2 separate regions of the Triticum aestivum genome follow, and region 1 is linked to region 2. The links are chromatin contacts, called in public Hi-C maps. All regions are on one chromosome and are shown on one strand. The core of a region is the stretch at or near the end of the contact, and the rest is flanking DNA. Distances in the headings are between cores, read along the strand shown.

Region 1 (3,835 bases), core at 994-3,493, 380 kb after region 2:
GCGTTCTGTACAGAAAAATTTAGCGTATTTGCCCGACCCAATTCAGGGTGCCGTGTAGCGCGAGTGGGCACCGGAACTCACAATAGGCGAGACATAGCATCTGTATAGCTTCCCGGCACGCAGGAGCATTTGTAGAAGAGCCGCGGTGGTTTCTTTCTTGATTCTTTCATAAAAAGTGTTCGCATATTCTTACAAAAATGTTTGTATAACTTCACCCATTTTTTGAAAGCATTTGTGCGTTTAAAAATAAAGTTCAAACAGTTTCAAAATATATCATGCATTTTCAAAAAGTGTTTGTACTTTTTTGAAAAAAGAGGAAAATAAAAATGCATACAGGAAAAAAGGAAATATAAAAAAGGAACACACACACATATATGTATAATGAAAAATACCAATTTAATTAAAAAGATAAAAGTGACCGAAAAGAAAAGGTAATAAAGAGAAGAAACGAAAAGAAGAAACATAAAAATGAAAGAAAACTGACCCCGGCCCCGCGCTGGAAGCGAGCGTTCTATACACAAATATTCAGCGTACGTGTAGGCAAGTGGGCACTGGATCTCACAATAGTCGAGACATAGCATCCGTATTCCCCGCAAAAAAAAAAAGACATAGCATCGCTTCCCGGCGCGCAGGAGGTTGCAGTTCTAGAAGAGCAGAAAAGAGCCACGGTGGTTTCTTTCTTGATTCTTTTGTTTGGATTTCTTACTTCGATTTTTCCATTGATTCCTTGTGTATGTGTACTGTAGCACGACCCACTATATGCGCGCTTTGTCCTGTGCCACAGGGAAGCATAAGTGAAGCACATGCATATTATCACGGGGAGTACAAGTTAGTTGCTAACTTGTGCTTCAAAAAATATTTGTCGGAACATATCACCATTTGATATGTTTCAAATTTTCCGACGATCCTAAAATCTTGATCATGACACATAAGCAAAGTTAGATGTAACGTAACACCCTATTTAATGAGGAAAGAGAGAGTTATCATATCTTAATCTAGATATAGCTCTTAGCATAAAAACCAAGACAAGTCATTCTTTTCCTCACACGAAACATGTTAAATAAGAACTCTTTTAGATATGACAACAAGATATAGAAGTAATGCATTGGACGAGCTATATCTAAATACATACTTAATGCATATAATGTAGCTTAAAATATAATGCATTGGGACTGACACTAGTGTCAATTGATTAAAAGTAAAAGAAAATAGTGACTATATGAAGAAGGCTTAAACACATGTGAGCACACACATTAAGAGCAAATGACATGTATATTTTTTGAACTACAGATGATACCCCGCACGTTGTTGTGGGAACTGTTTGAAATAATTTCATTGAGATTTGTTTGTAGGAAACATTGGTTTTTTGACTAACAATATGGGAACTGAAACTAACATACCCCCCCCCCCCCGCGTCCTATAATATAAGAGCGTTTTTGGCACTACTGTACTGCCAAAAACGCTCGGTAGTGCCAAAAACGTTCAGTAGTGCCAAAAACGCTCTTATATTATGGGCGGAGGCCGGAGAAAGTAATTTATTGCATTTGATTATTCTATAGTCAAAGAATATTTAATTAAATATGAGTAGCATGCATGGTGCATGTTAATGTAGGTCTTTCCCATGATGATGGCATGATGAGATGACATAGTTGCATGTTAAGAGAATTGGAGTTAGTGGAGATCAATTATTTAGTCTATATGCTGGCATGGTGAGGCGGCATACTTGCGTGTTGATAGAATTGGAGTTAGTGGGAATCAATTATTTTGGTACATATGATTAGATGTTATCTCACACATTGGTGCACGAATGTTTTGCAATATATTTAGATATATTTGGTTGTATGAAACAATGAGATTTGGATAATAATATAAAAAATATTATTTTTATTTACTGCATATGGTTGTAAAGTATTTATGAATATAAGAAGCATAATACAAAAAAAAGCTAATCATGAGAGCTACGCCAAGTTCACAACAAGATGTTGACATTACTGGTTGTTTTTCACTAAAAAAAGACATTACTGGTTCTGGTTGTTTTTTTTTTTTAGGGGAGGTTCTGGTTGTTTTCATACGTGACGGATGTCTACGATAAGTCATACGCCATATGTAACGGAAGTTACTCCAAAGACTCATAATCAAAGTCCCTTAAAAAAGACCCTAATCAAAGTCGGATTTGTCGCTTAAACCAGGGGACAGAGCATTAAGATTCGCGCCAGTCCTCGGTAGGGTACACGCGTCCCGTCCAGATCTCGTCGTAGGTTTCTCCCCTCGGTCGTCGTCATCACCCGAAGAGAAGAGGAGGAGAAAAGAGAGCAGCCAGGCCGCCACGCCCGCGAGCCGCCGCACACCAACGGAGCGGAGCGCCCCTCCTCCTCCGGCCGCCGCGATTCTTCTAGCCTCCTCCAATTCTCCGCCGCCGCTCCTCCCTTCACTCCGCCGGCCTCGCGTAGGGCGTCATCGCATTGGATTCCCCCGGGCCAGAGCCGCCATGGAGCCGGAGTCCGCCGACGATGCGGCGCTCGCCGGTTGCAAGGTATCCGCATCTCTTCGCATATCCCTCCATGCCTCATACTTTTGCGATTCCATCCGAACGTGTTCCGCGGTGGATGCCCGCTTCTACTCTGCACGACGGCGACCTCAATCTGGTGACGGTTCTAATTCTACGGCCCTCCTCCGGCGACCCCCTCCCATCATAACCTAGTAGAACTCTGACGAGCCGTCTTATTAGTTTCATATCCCTACCGCTTAATAGGTTTCTGTTTAGCCGATTAGGGACAGGGAAACTCTTGATTGATCGTCGCTTGACAATTCCCTTCTGTAACCTGAACCAGCTTTACTTACCAAGCCTGGCTACTAGGCTCATACATATAACTGCTTAAAATTAGGCCGCAGCTGCGCATCTTACATCGTTACAAGTTGTTTTCTGTAGAGATTGCAATTTGGGATTCGACACTGCTGACGCCCAAGCTGACATGCCCTGCTAACATTTTGCTAGGTGCTGAAACTCCTCACAGTTAGTATTTCTTAGTCTTCTTGCGTTGCTTGTTTCCGCAAAACTAGCTGATTTCTTTATCTGTTTGCCATTCTCTTGCACTGGCACTGTTTACATTGCTCGGCAACTTTGCTTCAGTAAGATTGTTCGGAGGGATGCATTTAGTAACCAAGTTTTAGATCGGAATTCGATTGCTAAATGTCATTGCTGCATCACCTTCACTTTAGTGGTGCTTAATATCTGTATATTGTAGTTGATAGCTACTAGGTGCTCTTATTCAAGCATTCGACAACAGTCCAGAACTGTCGTTATATTACACTATACCATGCCCTTACTCATGTATTGTATACAGGATAGCAGCGGCATCGATAGTTCTGCCCTCAGCTCCTCGCGTCATCTGATAAAACTTGTTTCTTGTTTGCATCACTATGTATAATCAATTGGAGTGGTCTATATGGAAATTTCATCATTTTTTGTATTAGTTCTTTTATGTTGTCAAGATGCCCCTGTTACGAAGTAGATCTTTCAAGTGATTATCTTATTTAGCACCCCTTTTCATGTGTGTGTTAGTCTTGTCCTAAAGGAATAGACCTGCGTGGCTCATTCATCTGTTTTATGTCGCTGATAGCTAAATGCTTTGTTGCAGGACAAGTTGAAGCACTTCCGAATAAAAGAGCTAAAAGATGTCCTGCATCTGCTTGGACTTTCAAAGCAAGGAAAGAAGCAGGTTTGTTCAATGCAATTTCGTATATCTACATGAATACATTCTACAAATATAAATTCTACTTATTGCTTTACTTTACAAGTTTACATCACTTGCTCAAATGTTTCAATCTTCCCTTT
Region 2 (4,180 bases), core at 1,102-3,601:
CTTGGATAGTAGTTCACACGCATGGTAGCCGAGATGCCATCACTGCCACCAAAAGCATTATGGAGGTAGTCCTCCTCCAGCCCTAAGCTACTGGACATAGCCTTGAGCAAGACTTGACAGAGACTTATTAGTTGGCATGCATACTTCTCAGTGGCTTCCCTGCATAAATACCAAAACAAAATGAAATATGGACAAATAAAATAGGAAACTGTGTAACCAAACATATCAGGAAACTCTAAACTGCAAGAACTTATAAAGAATGAGGATAAATTAAAAGAAAACAAAGAAGCTGCGTTTTCTCGAGAAAAGAAAAATATTTATCTACCTCAGGTCAGTAGGAATCTTTGGCCACTTGTCAAGGTTTCTGATATCACTTGGGAAGAGATTAAGGAAGTAATAGTCACTCCAATCTAAGATTGCCCCTTTCTCAACTCCAAGGCGGCTCCCATACCCCTCATATGTTACCGGTAAGTTGGCATGTGCCTTCTTCTCTTCCATGGGGAGGTCAAAGAACTCCCTCCATGCACTTCTCATCCTCCTCACAGCCTCCGTGTCCACATCATGGTTCACTAACTGGAAGAAACCCCAGTTCTTGCATGCAGAGGCTATTGCTTTTAGCATTTCTTGGTGATGTTCAGGGGTATTAGAGAAGCTAGCAAGATCGATAACTGGGATACTGAGATTAGGGTCATTTGTGACACCACTAGGACGCTCAGATGGAGGCTTGACGTACTGTTGTGGCAAGGAGCTCATACCAGAGTTGGAAAGAGTTTGCACTGGTACAATGGGTTCTGGCCAGTCAAGCAGATTGCTACTTGCCATGGTGGGAGTGATAGGTCTTGGTTTGGTTATGAGAAGAGGGTGTGCGTGTTTATATAGAGAAAGGATATGTGATGTATGAGATTAAATCGCAATGCATTTAGTGCAATTCATGGTGGGATTGGACGGATATATATGTACAGATTGGACAAGATTATGCTCATTAAGAGATATGCCTCATTTATCGTCTGAATATTGATAAAATCTTTTGGATATATACATATAATTAAAATCTTGGATACAGTTTCGTATGCCATTAATGGAAGGAAGATACAATCTTTTGGACACAATTTCATATGCCATTAATGGAAGATACAATCTTTTGGATACAGTTTCATATGCCATCAATGGAAGATACAATCTTATGGAGTGAGCTAATTAATAATAACATTCACTTGCTTCTTGTTCGTGCAAGTAATCAACATATGATACATAAGCACACATATAATATATTTCCTTTCGAAACGCTAATGTAAAAGTGGAGAGAATACGATATTATTTCAGTAATTTAACTAGGAGTATGGTATATCAATACATAAACTTCAAAAGGTATTAGAGTGCCTTTTGTTTTGTTCAGTTGAACTGTCAAATTTTTGCTCCGTAGACATGATTTAATAGATATTATACTGTTAACTTATAAACTTTCTGAACACGGATGAGTTAATCGACGTCATTGTTACTATTTTTAATGAGAGCTGGCCACACAAAATTTACTGAGGCAATAGTAATTGTATTTGCAATCCTAAGTGAACTTCATTTTCGTGATTGACCCTTGAAGAAACAAAATAGAAAAAAGGATGCAGTATTTCTTTGTTTTGATATCACTACAGACATGTGATCAATTGACCATTTCAGATAATGCTTGCACATAGTCAAAATCAAAGAACAACACATATCAATTGATAGGGACAGAATTGGTTGCAAATAGTAGGAGAGAAATTGCATTTTGAAATTAAACTTGCTGAGCCTTAGAGGTTTTAGTTATCCCAGTGGAGCAGTATATATTGCTGACTAGGAGGAATAATTTTTCTAAACTAGAAATGCATATTCTATTTGATGGCATGCATGTTGACATATTTTTGCAGATCATGTATGCACTCTGACTTCTGAGCATGTTTTGATGCATGTTCTATTTCATAGTGAAATAATAACAGCACACAGTTGATTTACTTGTATGTTCTAGTAAATTAAGGTTATAGTATTTCTTTCAGAACAAGGAGATGTTCCCCAGAAAACCCGGCAAAACATGGGCAGTTACTTGGTTCCCCCAGGTCCATGGGAGGATTGGATAAGGCAATTAAGAAAACAATACACACGTGCTGAAATGAAAGTCAAAAAAATCAGCAAATGATATGGTTATGCATAACATCATGTCATCAATATCAAATTAGGTGTACACACACTACAATTGATGTATATTTATACATATGAATATATGATAAAGATTGCCCGACATGTACACTCATAGTTACAATTAGCTAGGAAGTTTTGGTTGGCACTATGCATGAATATCTCACTGCTGATGTAAACAAAGCATCCAAGAGCAATCTCACCGTTTCACATGCAGTACGTAGGCACATCTATCAATCGATCAATGAGGTGCTGTCAGAAGGAACTAGTTTGCCAGCAGGAAAGAAATTACGGCTGGGCATTACCTAGTCAAGAAGCACGACAAATTAATGTGTACGTGTGTCAGCTAATACCAGCAAATCAATCAAACACATGTTGCATTGAACATTTATAACGAGATACCTAGAGCCGACAGCGACGCCACACATCCAACAAGCAGTTCTGTGAAGCAAACACTTATCTGCAAGAAAGTGATGCTACATCATGCAGCTTGGCTGACAATAGGTTGGCATTGCTAATATTATTACGATTGCTATCAGTACAATATCGTAACACTTTATGAGGCTTATGCATACTTATGAGAGAAAATAAGAGTAATCATAGATTATCGGTACAAAGAGTCCAGTAAGACATCAGCAGCTAGCTCCCCCTGTTGCATGGCAGAATAGATGGTGCAAATTAAGAAAACAGAATGCACATGTGCTGAAATGAAAGTCAAGCAAATCGTCCAATGATATGGTTCCGGTAGCATCGACATCAAAGGTGTACACTAGTTCAGCAAAGCGACAGCAAAACAAAGGATAAAACAGATCTGGAGCAGTATCAAAATTGCCAAACATGCCTAGTCAGAATATACGAAGAACCGTGCGCCATTATTCTTGATCTAAAACAAAGATATGGGGGCTACCTCATCAACCACCACACCGGTGAGGTTGGGGGCGATGGTGAATCTCGGAGATCAGTGGCTGGCCAGGGCGACAGCAAAGCTAGGATGAGAGCGACCTTGATCAACCAGTCAATTACCACATGTTAATATGGAGTAGAATAATGCTGTGTGCGGCACATCAGCCAGACCAGCAAATCAATGGAGCACATGTTGTAATTTTAGTCAAGTCGTCGCACGCATTAGCAACAGCAACCGCAGGCTTTGGCTCCTTCTAGTAACATTTGAGCTGGCACGGAGCAGCAAGAAAGCAGGGAGCATTCAGAAGCAAACACTGACTAACCAACGCCCCAATGTGCGATTCAGAAAGAAGGAACACGGAACACATGTGGACTGCCGCGGCCGTCGATCCACCTTCGCCGGCGGCCGACGGCCGCCCGCCCACATGTGGTCATCTCCGCGTAGCCTCCGTCTCCTCACCCAAGTACCCAGCACGGCAGCGCCGCGCGGACCTGTTGGCCTCCGCGGCCATTGCCGCCGAGCTCTGTGGCCGTATCGTATAATCAGCCCTATCACGCATACCCAAATCAAAACCCCAGTAAAAGAACGATAAGGGAACGTACATTCTTGCGCGTCCCATCTTTGATTAGGTAGTCGAGAGAGGTGGCGCCGGTCTTGAGCCCGCGCCGGTTCCCCTGCCGCCGCCATGGATGCCCACAGGCGGCGGCGCTGGAGGAGCTGTGATTTTGGGGCACCCTTATTTCTCGCTTTAAGCGAGCACAGGGGATGCCTCGCGTCGATTTTGGAGCCCAGATGGCCGGCCCAGCCGCGCGGGAGGCAACGGCCTGTTTTTTTTTCTCTTTTTTCTGTTCTCGTTTTTTGTTTTTTTGTACTTTTCTCTATACTTTAAAATATTTTACGTATATATGCAAAAAAAATCTTCAAAAACACATTTAAAAATGTTGAATAAGTATTAAAAATGTCAAACAAATATTTTAAAAAAATTTGAACAAGTATTCGAAAATTTTGAATAGGCATTTGACAAATGTTAAATAAGTATTACAGATTGTTGAATGAGTATTTGAAAAATGTTGAATGATTATTAGAGAATGTTGAATAAGTATTAAA

What was found. Hi-C and Micro-C count contacts between places; a contact is called where the count stands out from the background.
Region 1: a contact with region 2 is called in a Hi-C map of leaf, with 2.7 times the contacts expected there. The contact joins the promoter of LOC123120538 here to the promoter of LOC123120534 in region 2. A contact is called at or near these places in 2 of 5 Hi-C or Micro-C datasets (both in leaf).

Annotation. Positions count from the first base shown.
Region 1 is chr5D:252,732,376-252,736,210 of IWGSC CS RefSeq v2.1, forward strand. LOC123120538 (E3 SUMO-protein ligase SIZ2) reads left to right here and starts at 2,244. Exons shown (of 16, transcript XM_044540547.1): 1 at 2,244-2,533; 2 at 3,639-3,719. The coding sequence starts at 2,489.
Region 2 is chr5D:252,348,067-252,352,246 of IWGSC CS RefSeq v2.1, forward strand. LOC123120534 (jasmonate-induced oxygenase 4) reads right to left here and starts at 2,352. Exons shown (of 3, transcript XM_044540543.1): 1 at 326-2,352; 2 at 1-159. The coding sequence starts at 822.